2 separate regions of the Astyanax mexicanus genome follow, and region 2 is linked to region 1. Evidence: chromatin contacts called from public Hi-C data. All regions are on one chromosome and are shown on one strand. The core of a region is the stretch at or near the end of the contact, and the rest is flanking DNA. Distances in the headings are between cores, read along the strand shown.

What was found. A called contact is a pair of places that touch in the nucleus more often than the background predicts.
Region 2: a Hi-C map of blood shows a contact between it and region 1, with 5 times the contacts expected there. The contact joins two enhancer-like sites. A contact is called at or near these places in 2 of 3 Hi-C or Micro-C datasets (blood and muscle).

What each region holds. Positions count from the first base shown.
Region 1 is chr18:40,898,519-40,905,028 of AstMex3_surface, forward strand. It overlaps znf644a (zinc finger protein 644a), which reads left to right. Exons shown (of 6, transcript XM_015604784.3): 4 at 186-317; 5 at 2,283-2,370; 6 at 3,510-4,625. The coding sequence ends at 3,687. Among protein-coding and RNA genes, the nearest start is that of znf644a, 14 kb to the left of the region's middle. Within about 2 kb of position 3,618, the one cell type or tissue checked has an H3K27ac peak away from gene starts, as active enhancers do.
Region 2 is chr18:40,937,554-40,944,063 of AstMex3_surface, forward strand. It overlaps pkn2a (protein kinase N2a), which reads right to left. Exons shown (of 22, transcript XM_022670309.2): 19 at 6,052-6,194; 20 at 4,565-4,672; 21 at 4,382-4,462; 22 at 1-2,930. The coding sequence ends at 2,727. Among protein-coding and RNA genes, the nearest start is that of gtf2b, 16 kb to the left of the region's middle. Within about 2 kb of position 2,753, the one cell type or tissue checked has an H3K27ac peak away from gene starts, as active enhancers do.

The DNA.
Region 1 (6,510 bases), core at 2,368-4,867:
ATGGCAACTCCTGTAATGAGATTCATATTAAAATGGTCCTATCCGCTGTGTGGGGTAATATTAGCCGTCTATGACACATTTCTAGTACACAAGTAACAATGTGGATGAAGGAATGTTAAATACCCTCACTTTAACTTCAGACTGTGTGTATTTTTAGTTGGTCTAACTACTGTTGATGATCTCAGTTTCAGATAAAGGTGAACACAGCAGAAAGGTGTGCGCTCACTGTAATACATCATTCCACAGTGGAGTTAGCCTGTCCAATCACCTGCGAGCGTATACACGCAGAAAAAGAAACACGCTTACTGAAGGAACGAGTAAGTAGCACAGTATTTCTGTTCAAATGCAAATAATCTTTCACCCAAAGTAATTTCTCCCGAGCACCAGTCTGTCAAAAATTAATCTCACATTTCACATTTTAAGGGGTGTGAGCTCTTCTAATAAAAAAACATAAATCATGAAATCATGTTAAATAAAACACTTAAATGCTTGGAACGTCTCTGTATTTTGTGAGGGAGACAAAAACAATTCTGTGGTGTTGTATGCCTGGTGAACAGACAGAGCTCTTATTACACTATTATGATATTTTAGGGAGGTTTTGATGCTGTTAATATTAGAATATCGGAGCTTTAGGAGAGGAGCATCAGCTGTGTGAGTGTGTGTATGTGTGAAGGAGAAATTACCGCCTTAACATTGACAGCACTAGTAATATCACACTATTGGCCCAAAGTGTAAATTGCAAGGTGTTACACTAGGTACGCTTAGTATATGCAGATGTTATCTGCTAATTAGCTAATTACCCACTTTAAAGTAAGATAACTTCAGTCATAGTTGTCTCCCAATAATGGCCTTTTCCTTCAGTTGTATCTAAATAACCAAACAGAAACTTGCATTTAACAGCCTGATTATAAAACATAGTCAGCTATTTACCTAAATAAATATGCAATCCCTTTGAGCATTTTAGGGTTAGCTTTAGTATTAGTTAAGATTAGCTTAAAGCTAGAAAAAGTAGACTAATCCAATCGCAAATACTATATAAAAGTAGCTAAAGCACTCAAACACTTACCATATATAAAGTATTTTTCGCACTATAAGGCGCACCGGATTGTAAGGCAAATGTTTATTTTCTGGTCTATTTTTTATACATGAGGCACACCGGAATATAAGGTGCCTGATGCGATACTAGTAAGGAACAGGGGTGTTGCCATATTTTCCTTCTTATTCAGCAGGTCTCACCGCTGAATGAGCTAATGCTAATACTGCTAATTCTGCTCCAGCAGTGCTAATCGTTGTTAGCAGCAGGCTGCAGGCCGATTAATACTCACCTCTGAATAGCAAAAGAGCTAGCACTCAGCGCGGTTAGCGGCTAATGCTGCTCTAGCAGCGCTAGCCAGTGTTAGCAGCAGGCTAAAGGCCAAAAATACTCAGCAAAAGGCCAAAAAAAACAGCAAAAGAGCTAGCTGTTACCACGGTTAGCAGGTAATGCTAATGCTGCTCTAGTCTCTGTGCTGGAGAACTAAACTGCAACTCCTGTATAACTCTGCACTTCAGCAGAGTGGCTCTACTGCTACTTACAACCTGACTGTTAAATCCATGTATAAGATTGTATCCAGATTATAAGCCACACTGACAATTTAAAAAAAAAAAGTTATAGGCTCAAATAACAGCTTAATTATAGCATATAATATGTGATTTCTGACACTGATGCAATCTGGTTCTATCTTTGTGTTTCTATAAATAATGCAGCACCACAACCTTGCTAAGATGTGATGTTAATTAACACTAGTTAAAACCACCAATTTATTTGGCAACAACTTATAAAATGAGACTTTTTGGAATGATTTGTTTAGGTAATAGTGATGGGCCTGTTACAATAACTGTAATTTGTTAACAGAAATAACTGCAATATATATATATATATAGTTTTATTTTATATATTTTTTTAGACCATTTTTTAAAATGTAACTTTTTTAAACCTTAAAATGTTCATCCTTAAATACTGCATAAGTTTATGCTCCTCTGTTAAAATGCATACAGTGTAACTAGTCACAAATAAATGCTTGTTTTGAGAGATGAGGAAACTTATAGCAACTGCTAAGAACTGAAAATTGTTGCTGTAAATAGTGCCCAGGAGACACTAGAGGGCGCTCTCTTACAGCTGATTCTTAGTCTATTAAAAATGTCTAATCAGATCTGGAAATGTTTGTTGTAGAATCAGTTTGGTGTATCAGCATTTTACACTTCTCCAGTTTATCTCTGACTTGGTTTTCATCATTTTCCAGCTCATGACTGTAAACAGAGGAAGCAGAGGTCAAGAAAGAAGAACTTTGGGTTCCACACTCCAGAAGAAATCTACAGACTCACCTGCAGGTATGTGTGTGATTTACTGTGAATAGTTTGGTAAAATAGTTTTCTTGTGTAACAGTACCTTTTGTTAAAATAGGCATATAATGATCCTTCATTTGCTTTAACAGTGATGCCCATATAAACCATATCTATGAAGGTATTAAATTGCAATCATGAGAAAAACAATGAAGCTTCCTCAAAAACTGTGAGAAGGAATTATTTTATTACACCTAAAGTTTCTGGGGTGTAAGAGGATCTCCAAAAAAATACAGTGTCAAGAGACACCATCAGGGGTGTTTTATAAGTAACTTTAAAACTAATAGAACTGCTGCAAACATGCCTGGCTGTGGAGGATAACCCAACATTTCATTAAGGGCCTTAGCAACTTACTCAGGAGAGCTAAGGAGAGCTAACTCCTATGTAAATGAAAGACACCTACATGATTAACGCTGGAATAAGTGCTTCAGTGACAATGAATTAAAAAGGAAGGAAAAAAAGACGGAACCCACTACTGACCACAAGGGACGTCAAAAACTTTCTAGAATATGCCAGGAGGAAGTTTGGATAAGACTGCTTATTAAAGAGTTTTGGGATACAGTTCTGTGGACTGACGAAACCAAACTGTAACCATTTGGACACATAAGGTAATTGGTGCAGGTGCTTGTAAAAAAAATAATAATAATAATAATAAAATAATTTAAAATTTTCTTTATTTCAGTAAATTAGTTTAAAATGTGAAACTCATATATTATATTAATGTATTACACACAGAGTGATCTATTTTAAGCATTTATGTCTTTTATTGTTGATGATTATGGCTTACAGCCAAAGAAAACCCAAAAAACTGTGTCTCAGAAAATTAGATTATTATATAACATTTGAGACAATTGGTACTTTTGTCAGTGTGAGCGTTGTGCCAAGTCCTGCTGGAAAATGAAATCCGCATCTCCATAAAAGTTGTCGGCAGAGGGAAGCATGCTGTAAAATTTTCTAAAAAAAAAAACAAAAAAAAACACTGCACTGATTTTAGACATGATATATAACACAGTGAACTAACATTGTGTATATACTCACTGGATAAATACAGTGGTTATGTATGGTGGTAATAAACATTATTATGATTATTTACAGTGGTTATTTCCCCTCTCTCCTCTCTTCTGCAGGTTTTGTGATCTAGTCTTCCAGGGCCCGCTGTCCGTACAGGAGGACTGGGTGAAGCATTTACAGAGACATATAATGAACACTGCTGTACCACGCACAGGCGCGGGCATGGTGGAGGTTACCTGCTTCCCTAAAGAGCCCAGCTCGGACACAGAATCGCAGGCCAAGCCGTCCTCCTGAGCCCAGCACGCATAGCGGATTTCCCACTGTCCATAAAATGTAATGTAATTGTAAATGATTTTACTTCCCCCGCCAGTTTGTATGATTTTGAATACCAAGGAATTTGAAATTTTCACTTTCTCTCTCAACGCACAGCGACGTTCAGCCCTTAACACACAGCTGTCTTTTTATATTGTTACATTGTCCTGGTATTTTATATGACGCATAAATAATAGTGCTCATGGTGGGTGATTTTTTTTTGTTTGTTTGTTTGTTTGTTTTGGTTTTATTTTATTTTTTTTCCAACCGAGACCAACACCAAAAGACAACTGTTTACCTCAGACACTTCACACACCTTCTCAAGATGGGTTTTAGGATTTTATGGAACTGCGAATAGGCTCAACAAAACCTGAAATAATACTGTATTCATTTTATTACAGTTGTTTTTAAGCTTTTATTTGTTTTTACTTACTTTTCAACCCAGTTAAACCTTTTATTCTCACACTCACTCAGTGATTATGTATGGTGCAAATGTATAGGAAAAAAAAGTAGATATATTTACTTTATGATTTTTTTTTTGTTTCGTTACATACGATTTATGTTAAACAAACTGGTCTATCATTATTGAGAGACTTAAACTGATTTATTTAGTATGTGTGTCATGACTTCATTTCATTATTACACCTGACAGGGTTTATTTGTTTTTATCTTGTTTATTTGGGTCACTTTTGGGTCATCCCGTCACCTCATTTTGATATCATACACAAAAGTCTGAAATGTAAAGTTCTGTTATTTGTGCTGGAAAAAAGAACCATTAACTGTTACTTATATTTGCAGTTATTTTTACTGTTATTTTTGTTATAAACATTTTTAAATAATTTATGTCAAAATGTAAATCTTGAAAGATTTTTGGTTGTGCAGAATAAAAACGTTCTGTTGTTTTTTTTGGATGTCTTTAACCTTTTGGAATATTCAATATTAAGCTGTAAATGTAATACTCTGTTAAATGTGTTTATTAACAATATTATGATCAGTGCTCTAAAATAGTGCCCAGTTTAGGATTCCAAAAAATTTGATTATATTCCATGCAGTCATATACAGTGTGTCCAAATGTTCAGCCACAAGGGGCACACAGGCCAGGTTTGGAACATTTAAAAGTGCAATTCATCAGTTGATTTTTACAGTAAATGTGTGTAGATTAAAAAAAAAAACACTTGTTTATACAAACAATGAGAAAGTGAAATCTCAATAACTGAAGTGCAGCGGTCCCATGGTTAGTTACTGAAGATGAACCCCATACCACACCATGCAGATACAGTTGTGATGTCTGGACGTGTAAATCTGATTTGATCACTTAAAATCCAATTTGCACACAGTCTGAACGTAGCCTTTGTTACTCAAATCTGGTTTAAAAAAGCCTAAGACTGTTTTTGACATGTCTAGACTGAACTGGAGATGATTAGTAAAGAAGAATGATCCGAAATATCTTCAACCAGAAGCAAAAACAGACTCTCATTGGAAGCTGTAGGAAGAGTTTAGAGGCTGTTATTTCTGCAAATGGAGGAGCTACTTAGTATTGATGTAATTTTTCTGTTGGGGTGCCCAAATTAGTTTTAAGAATTATTGCACACTTTCTATAAATCCTATAAACTTCATTTTACTTCTCAAATATTATGGTGTTTTTTTATATAATATAAAAGGGTTTTTTTAAATATTGTGGTAATTTCACCCTCTGCAGCACTCTCTCAGGTTTAACTGTGCTATAGGTGTGGATGATGTTTCACATCACAATATGTCAGTCAGTCAATCATAATACAACACCCCCAACCAAATTTTCATGATTTTCCTTTATAAATCATTGGTTGTTCAGATCAGCAATTTCAGTTAAATATATCATATAGCAGATTAACGTAAAATGAAGTTTATAGGATTTATAGAAAGTGTGCAGTAATTCTTAAAACTAATTTGGGCACCCCAACAGAAAAATTACATCAATACTAAGTAGCTCCTCCATTTGCAGAAATAACAGCCACTAAATACTCCCTTCAGCTTCCAATGAGAGTCTGTTTTTGCTTCTGGTTGAAGATATTTCGGATCATTCTTCTTTACAAATCATCTCCAGTTCAGTCAGGTTTGATTCAGGTTTCTGATCATGAACAGCTGCTTTAAATCACACCACAGATTTATAATAATATTCAGGTCTGGGGACTGAGATGATCTGAGATGATCATTCCAGAACGTTGTACTTGTTCCTCTGCATGAAGTGCAGTGGTTAGGGTCGTTGTCCTGTTGAAGTATCCATCCCCAGCGCAACTTTATTAAGATTTAATGGGTGGGCATGTTGAGTTGTTGATAACTCTTCAGTGCAGCTTTAAATAAAAGCTGAAAAAAGGAACCTTGTACATAGAGTACCTAGACAATTATAATATTACAGTGGATCCTTTGAAAAACTAAAAATAATACTAATTTTGTACGAAAAAGAAAAAGAATGGGATATTCTTCATTTGAATTTCATCAGAAATTTCCCCTTTCACAGATATAAATATCTTTTTTTTTCTGAAGAAGAAAAAGATAAAATTATGAAAATGCATAAAATAAGCACATCCTATCTACTGTACCTATTTGTTAACTGCTAATAAAATTAGTTAAGTAACAAAAATCCTACAAGCAAGTAACATTACGCAAAAAAAAAAAATCGCCACAGTTGAGTTGGTGTTTAATTGTCCCGTATACTGTATACGTGTTTATATTTATATAACTCAAAAAGGCAATCAGAAATTAGGAAAAGAAAGGTCTTTATGCTGCACAGCAAAAGGCATATTTTGTTATTAGAGACAATTTAAT
Region 2 (6,510 bases), core at 1,503-4,002, 38 kb after region 1:
CTTACCAAACTTTAAGGATCTGCTGTAATGATAATCTCTGTGTTCCCGTTACCACAGAACATCGTCAGTATTTGTCAGGTGGTGCTAATGTTATGGCTGATCAGTGCAGCTCATGCTTGCTTTCTTTCTGGGTGATCAAACTGTATGTTCTGCTTCCTCTCTCTGCAAAAGAGACCATAATAATGCAAGATCATACGCTGGGTTCTGAGTTTAGAGAATCTTCAGGCCTTCAAACATCTCCAAATGTCTCCAAACATCTCCAAACGTCTCCAAACATCTCCAAACGTCTCCAAACATCTCCAAACGTCTGTATCATCAGTAACAAAACACTACAATTCACCTACAGCTTCAGCTGATCTGGGGTAACATCAGGTAACATGTGGTCACAGCTGTTTTCCCTCTCAGACACACAGAAAAGTACTTTTTACACTGAAAATTTCTTTACATGATAAGGGACAGTACAGAGTGCTGTGTAACATGCTGCTGCTACATTATAAAAATACATTTATAAAAATTCATTATAGTTTCTGAATCCGAGTAGCTTCTCTGCTTCTGTTTTTAATCATGACCAGAAGCACAAAGAGACAGATTCCCACTTCCCCCCCCCCAGACAGGGAAGACATTAAGACTAGTCTTGGAGATTTTCCATTAAAAAGAAAATATTCTACAGTTTTTTAAGCTGTGATGTTTTCCATTGTGCCATATTTGGGACCCAACGCTGCCACTGCCAATTAAACAACCCATCTGTGTCACATATGAAGTAAAATATAGGCTACATTCAGGTAAAAGTGACCCAAATCACTATTAGTGTTACACAGTTTCAGAGTTCGGGGAGAGAAATTCCAGACGTCTGAATTAAAAAAAAAAACACAATCAGAGAAAAAGAGAAATTAATCTAAACTAGTAGAAGTAGAATCCCTTCAGTATCAACGCAGAAGAACAGCACAGTGAGATGGTTCTGTTCACTAAGGCAATATTTTGAGTAGGAATACACAGAATATCTGGCAACCGAAACTATTCCGCTGCAATGAAAATGACCTGTGAAAATCTGTGTTCAGTATTTGGCCTTTGAGTGTCAGTGTTGATGTCTGTAGTATAAAAAAGAACTTGACCTTTACTTTATTGCTAGAAAAGCTGATCAGAAAAGATCTTCAGGAGGATTAATCAGACTCCAGAGAGGTGGTGCACTGTTCTACTGTGCAGCATTGTTACCTGCACTAATATCAGCTTTACTGCGTTCTCACCACAAGCTCTAGTGTTATCAAAGAATCTAAATAAGCCTGATGCATTTTTAAAACGGGTCCTGTGGACTGATGAAGTTAAAATACAATTTTGAGAGGCATGATGTTAATTTACTAGGGATGCACCAAATATTTAGCAACCGAAAAATAGCAAACAAAAAAACAAAACAAAAAAAAACAAACACTTTTTTGTATGGTCGAAGTAAAAGACATGATTAATTAATACAAAATAATTATGCTTTGATTACGTGATCAAAGCGCAGTTAGGTTGGATGTTAAAACAAGTTTAATGTTCAATCATGTTTTGTAATCGTCTTTTCTATTAAAAGAAAGAGAAAATACATTCACGCTATTCATTTGATGCAGTGATAAAAAATAGCAATATTTCATTTTGTTCAGTTTTAGATTTCACCCAAAAAAAATCATTTTGTTGCAAAATGTACTTCAATTATTCGGTTGAAAATGACAAAAAGCAATTTAAGTGTTCAGTAAGATACGTGAAAAGACTTAATAATTAATACAGAAAAATGATGCTTTTGATGATGCAATCAATTTGCCGTCAGACAGGATGATAAAAATAAGTGTAGTGTTCAATAAACACTTTTAATATGTAGGTTTGTAAGTTAATTTTCTTTGGAAAGCAAGAAAAATTACATTTAGGCTAATAAATTTATGAAATATTAAAAAAAGTGACAAAATAAATGTATAAACATAGAAATGTGTTTCTATTAAAAGCAACAAATATATATCTACATTTTTTTGCAGTGGTAAAAAGTGGCAGTATGTAATTTTGTTTGGTTTTAGATTTTAACAAAAAAAATCATTTAGTGCAAAATGTACTAGAAAATGACAAAAAGCACTTTAGGTGTTCAGTTAAAAAAGTTTGATTATGCAATCAAAAGTTTAGTGTTAAGTAAATACTTTGAATATGTAGGTTTGTAAGTGTTTTTCTTTGAAATTTATTTTTATGTATTTTTCCAATGGTGCAAAAAGTTAAGTATTTCATTTTGTTTGGAATTTGTTTAGATTTTATCAAATAATGTAATTTTTAATTTTCAAAATGAAAAAAAAAAAAAAAAATTAAAAAAACCTTTTAAGAGTTTGGCAGAATATGTAACAAAAATAAGAAACAATGCCTTATTTTTTATTTAATTGTAAAAAAAGTGGCAAAATGATTGAAAACCTTTAATAAATTAATTTGGTGTTTTGTATTAAGCCACATTATATATTTTAGTTCAGTTTTGGTTTTAATTTGGTGCATCCCTAAAACTGATTGTAACAGATTATTGTTTTTTCCTGTTTTCGTTTATAAAACTGCAGGGGTTCTGACCCTGCCCTGCTGCTGCTGGGTAACACTCCTTCCCTCTATTCTGAATATAAAACACAGTCATGGTAACCTGGTTTCAGCCCTGTGGGCGGTAGGCTTGTCCCTTAGCTGGCACTGAGTGGCAGGAGGGCGTGTTCACAGTTTAACGGGGGGGGGAGCTAACACCAGTCTGCGATGTAGTCGAAGTCCGTGAACATCTCCTGCTCCTCTCGGCTCAGCGGACGCTGGTCTCTGGGCGGAGTCAGCACCGGAGCTTCAGACGTGAACTCTTCATCAAAGTTACTGACATCACTAGGGCTCTGGATCACCGGCACGAACGGAGGCTTCACCTTCTTACCCAGTAACCCAGTCCAGTCCATATTCTGGAGAACAACAACAACCAGTGACAGACAAACGCTGTTAATACAGTATATTATTGTCTTTGTCTCAAACTTCAAATATTCAGTTGAATAGATATTTATCTTCATGCACAGTTGTGCATCAGGGCCTCCCACTTCTACTGTTAAAGAAATATTTTTTATGTTTGTAAATGTGTTTTCTTTGAAAAGCAAGAACAAATATATTACGTTTAAAAAAGTATCAAATGGTGGAAGAAAAAAAAATTGGAGTTAAAAACTTAAAAAAAAAACTAAGCTAAACTTAAACTGTATCTAAACTTAAGTTAAAAAACTTAATATTAGATACAGGTCCCAGACATTTTTGATTTAATGGTAAAAAAGTGGCAATATGAATAAAAACCTTTGATATACTGGTTTGGTGTTTGGTATTAAGTCAAATTGTACAATTTTATTCGTTTTCGATTTCATTTCGGTGCATCTCTAAAATCCCCAGATTGTGATAGATGATTTTTTTTCTTGTTTTTATTTCAAACACTGCAGAAATTCTGACCCTGTCCCGCTGCTGATACCTTTTTTAGTTTTGGACCAAGCTCATCACAGACACTCCTTCACCTCTATTTTAATATAAAACACACTAATGGTATTCTGATTTTATATTATTAAACACTACCACATCAGGGTTACTGTTATGTAAAGAATGGGCCATTTAGTGCATTAAGTTAAGCTGTTAGCTGACAACCTGTGAGGTGTCTTTGTCTCAAAATTCACACTATAAGATATTTATCTTCTTGCACAGTTGTGCATCTGGGTCTCCCACTCCTACTGTTAAATAAATACATTTAATGTGTAGGTTTATTAGCATCTCTTCTTTGAAAAGCAAGAACAAATACATTTAGTCAAATTAGTTAAATGGTGGAAGAAGTTTAGTATTTTCAGCTGTGCAACATAACTACAAAAAGATTTCCTGACAGTCAATAAGTCTAATAACATTTTAAAATGTGGATTAGCAGCCATACCAGCAACATTATTTATAAATGGTGCTTAACATCTCACAGAGAAACTGTGATTAATAAAGAAAATAAATAAAGAAACGCGCATATATTTAAGCAATTTATGAGCTGTGGAGGGAGCAGAAATTAGCGGCACCATGTGGTAAAATAGTGAATTGCAAGTAAATGCACAAACCATTCAAAATGAATCAAGATCAATAAAAGGGAATGTATTTATCTTAATCATTCACTCTATCTGACAAATCACAGAATAAAAGTTTTCATAAAATGTTTTCCACTTTGTTTACAACAAGCTTTTTTATATTTATGAATTTTGATATAATAAAGATCTACAAAAACCTAAAGAAGCAAACATTAGTCACCCAGTGGGTCTGATTAATGACATATTGGTTAATTCCACTGAACTAAGGGAACTAGAACTAACTATTTTATGGTAAAGAGGAAGATCTTTAATAGTGAACTCACCCGGAAGAACAGATGCTTCTTCACCTCCTCAGCATCTCGCTCTCCTCCTCCCAAACGCCTCTCAGGGTTCCTCCTCAGGAGCTGCGGGTACAGACCAGGATTAAGACTAGTCCACAGATAAACCCGGAGCTAGTGTACAGTATATATTAATGAGAACAGCTGTACAGCACTGACAGCACTCACCCTCCTCATTACGGAGATGGCCTCTGTGGAGAGGAACCTCGGGTAGCGGACCTCGTCATTCACGATGCTGTCAAACACCTCCTCTTCATCATCACCAGGAAACGGAGACTGTGGACATAGAGAAACACTCAGAACATCAAAACCACTAAACAGCAGTTATTCTATCAATAATTAAACTGATTCATTTTTTTAATGTGAACACAATCTGGAGTTAAAGCAGCATAGAATTAAGAAAATCAAGATTTATTATAGTTTTTAATGAAGCACCACAGTCATGCTCATTGTTTGTTTGTTCCAACAAGATTTATATTTAATAATAAAAGAGTTTGAGCCCTGTTACAACATTCCATCCCAAAAAACTAAACAAGGTTATAATAAAGATTTATTGTTATTAAAAGTGAATAAAGGTAAGGCTATACAGAATGCCCAGCCTCTTTATTTTTCAACCAACTGTACTAGCGGTGTCACGATTCTCAAAATCCTCGATTCAATTTTATTTCCGATTTTATTTAGGGTTACGATTCGATTCGATTCTTGATTTTCTTTTCGATTTTGTTTTTACAGCAGAGAGGCCTATGCCAGTTTTAGATCAGTCTATGGTCAGTCATTGGTTTGATTAATCAAATTTACAATATCTTATTTCAAAATGTGGTCTTGATATAAGTGATGCAAGTGTTCTGTAATACACCACATTAGGCACTAATGGTCAAATTTAAATAATTTAATTAAGATATATTTGTAATGCCGTCTAGTGGCTTTTTTTGGTAGCAGCAGTGTGCACTATTAAAACAGCAATGTGCAACATAAAAAAATACAGGAACAGTCATGTACAAAATAATAGAACAATTAGAGCCCTAACAAACTGAACTCTATCCTACTATAACAGTTAAACATGAAAAATAAGACTTTTTCAGTCCCTGAGAATGAGAAGTTTTTTCTTTAATAAAGATATATTATTAACTTTATCTAAGAGAAAGATGCTCCTTAAGGTACCAAAACTATTAACATATTTGAGGCTAGACAAAACAACAGTTATTTTTATATTTTTAAGTTTTTCTTTAAGAAGATGAGAATTTCCACATTCTCTGGAAAAAGGGCTGCTCTTTGAGGAGTCACAATGTCCTCGGCTACAGTGTGCTGCGCTATTTGCGTTGCGCATGAGCTTGCGTGGCTTAGAGGGAGGGATCGTCGATCATCTTTTTGACTTCGATGCTCGAGACCATGACATAATTTCGATCGATTTCGATGAAATATTGAAATTGTGACACCCCTAAACCGTACAGAAAACATACCGAAAACGTAACAAACTGGGGATTTACACCGAGGTATGAACCTAACTGTGAATTTTCTGTACCCATACACCCCCAGGATTTATTGCTCCTGGCCTCCACTACAAGTAAATGTGAATTATACTCCTCACCTGCAGGGCGAGCTAATGCGTAATTGAAACTAAATCAGTAATGTTTGTTCAGGGGCTGAGTACTGACCTCTCCCACCAGCATCTCGAATATAAGGACCCCCAGCCCCCACCAGTCCACCGCCCGTGTGTACGACGTCTCCGTCAGCACCTCAGGAGCCAAGAACTCCGGAGTGCCGCAGAACGTACTCGTCCTGTCCCTGAATCCCATTCCTGACCAAAAAAATACAAACAAATACAACACTGACGCTCTCATCTTCAGGATGCAACAGTGTTAATATGATTTTAAATATTCTAATGTTCATATGAAAAGCTTAAGATGTGTTATGTATATTATATAATAATAATTAATCATGAGTAACAATGATTTACTACACAAACCCATGTCATATTGTTTTAAATTATATATATATATATATATATATATATATATATATATATATATATATATATACTAGTGCATCTAAAAAAATTGAATATCATTCAAAAGTTACTTTATTTCAGTAATTTATTTAAAAATGTGAAACTC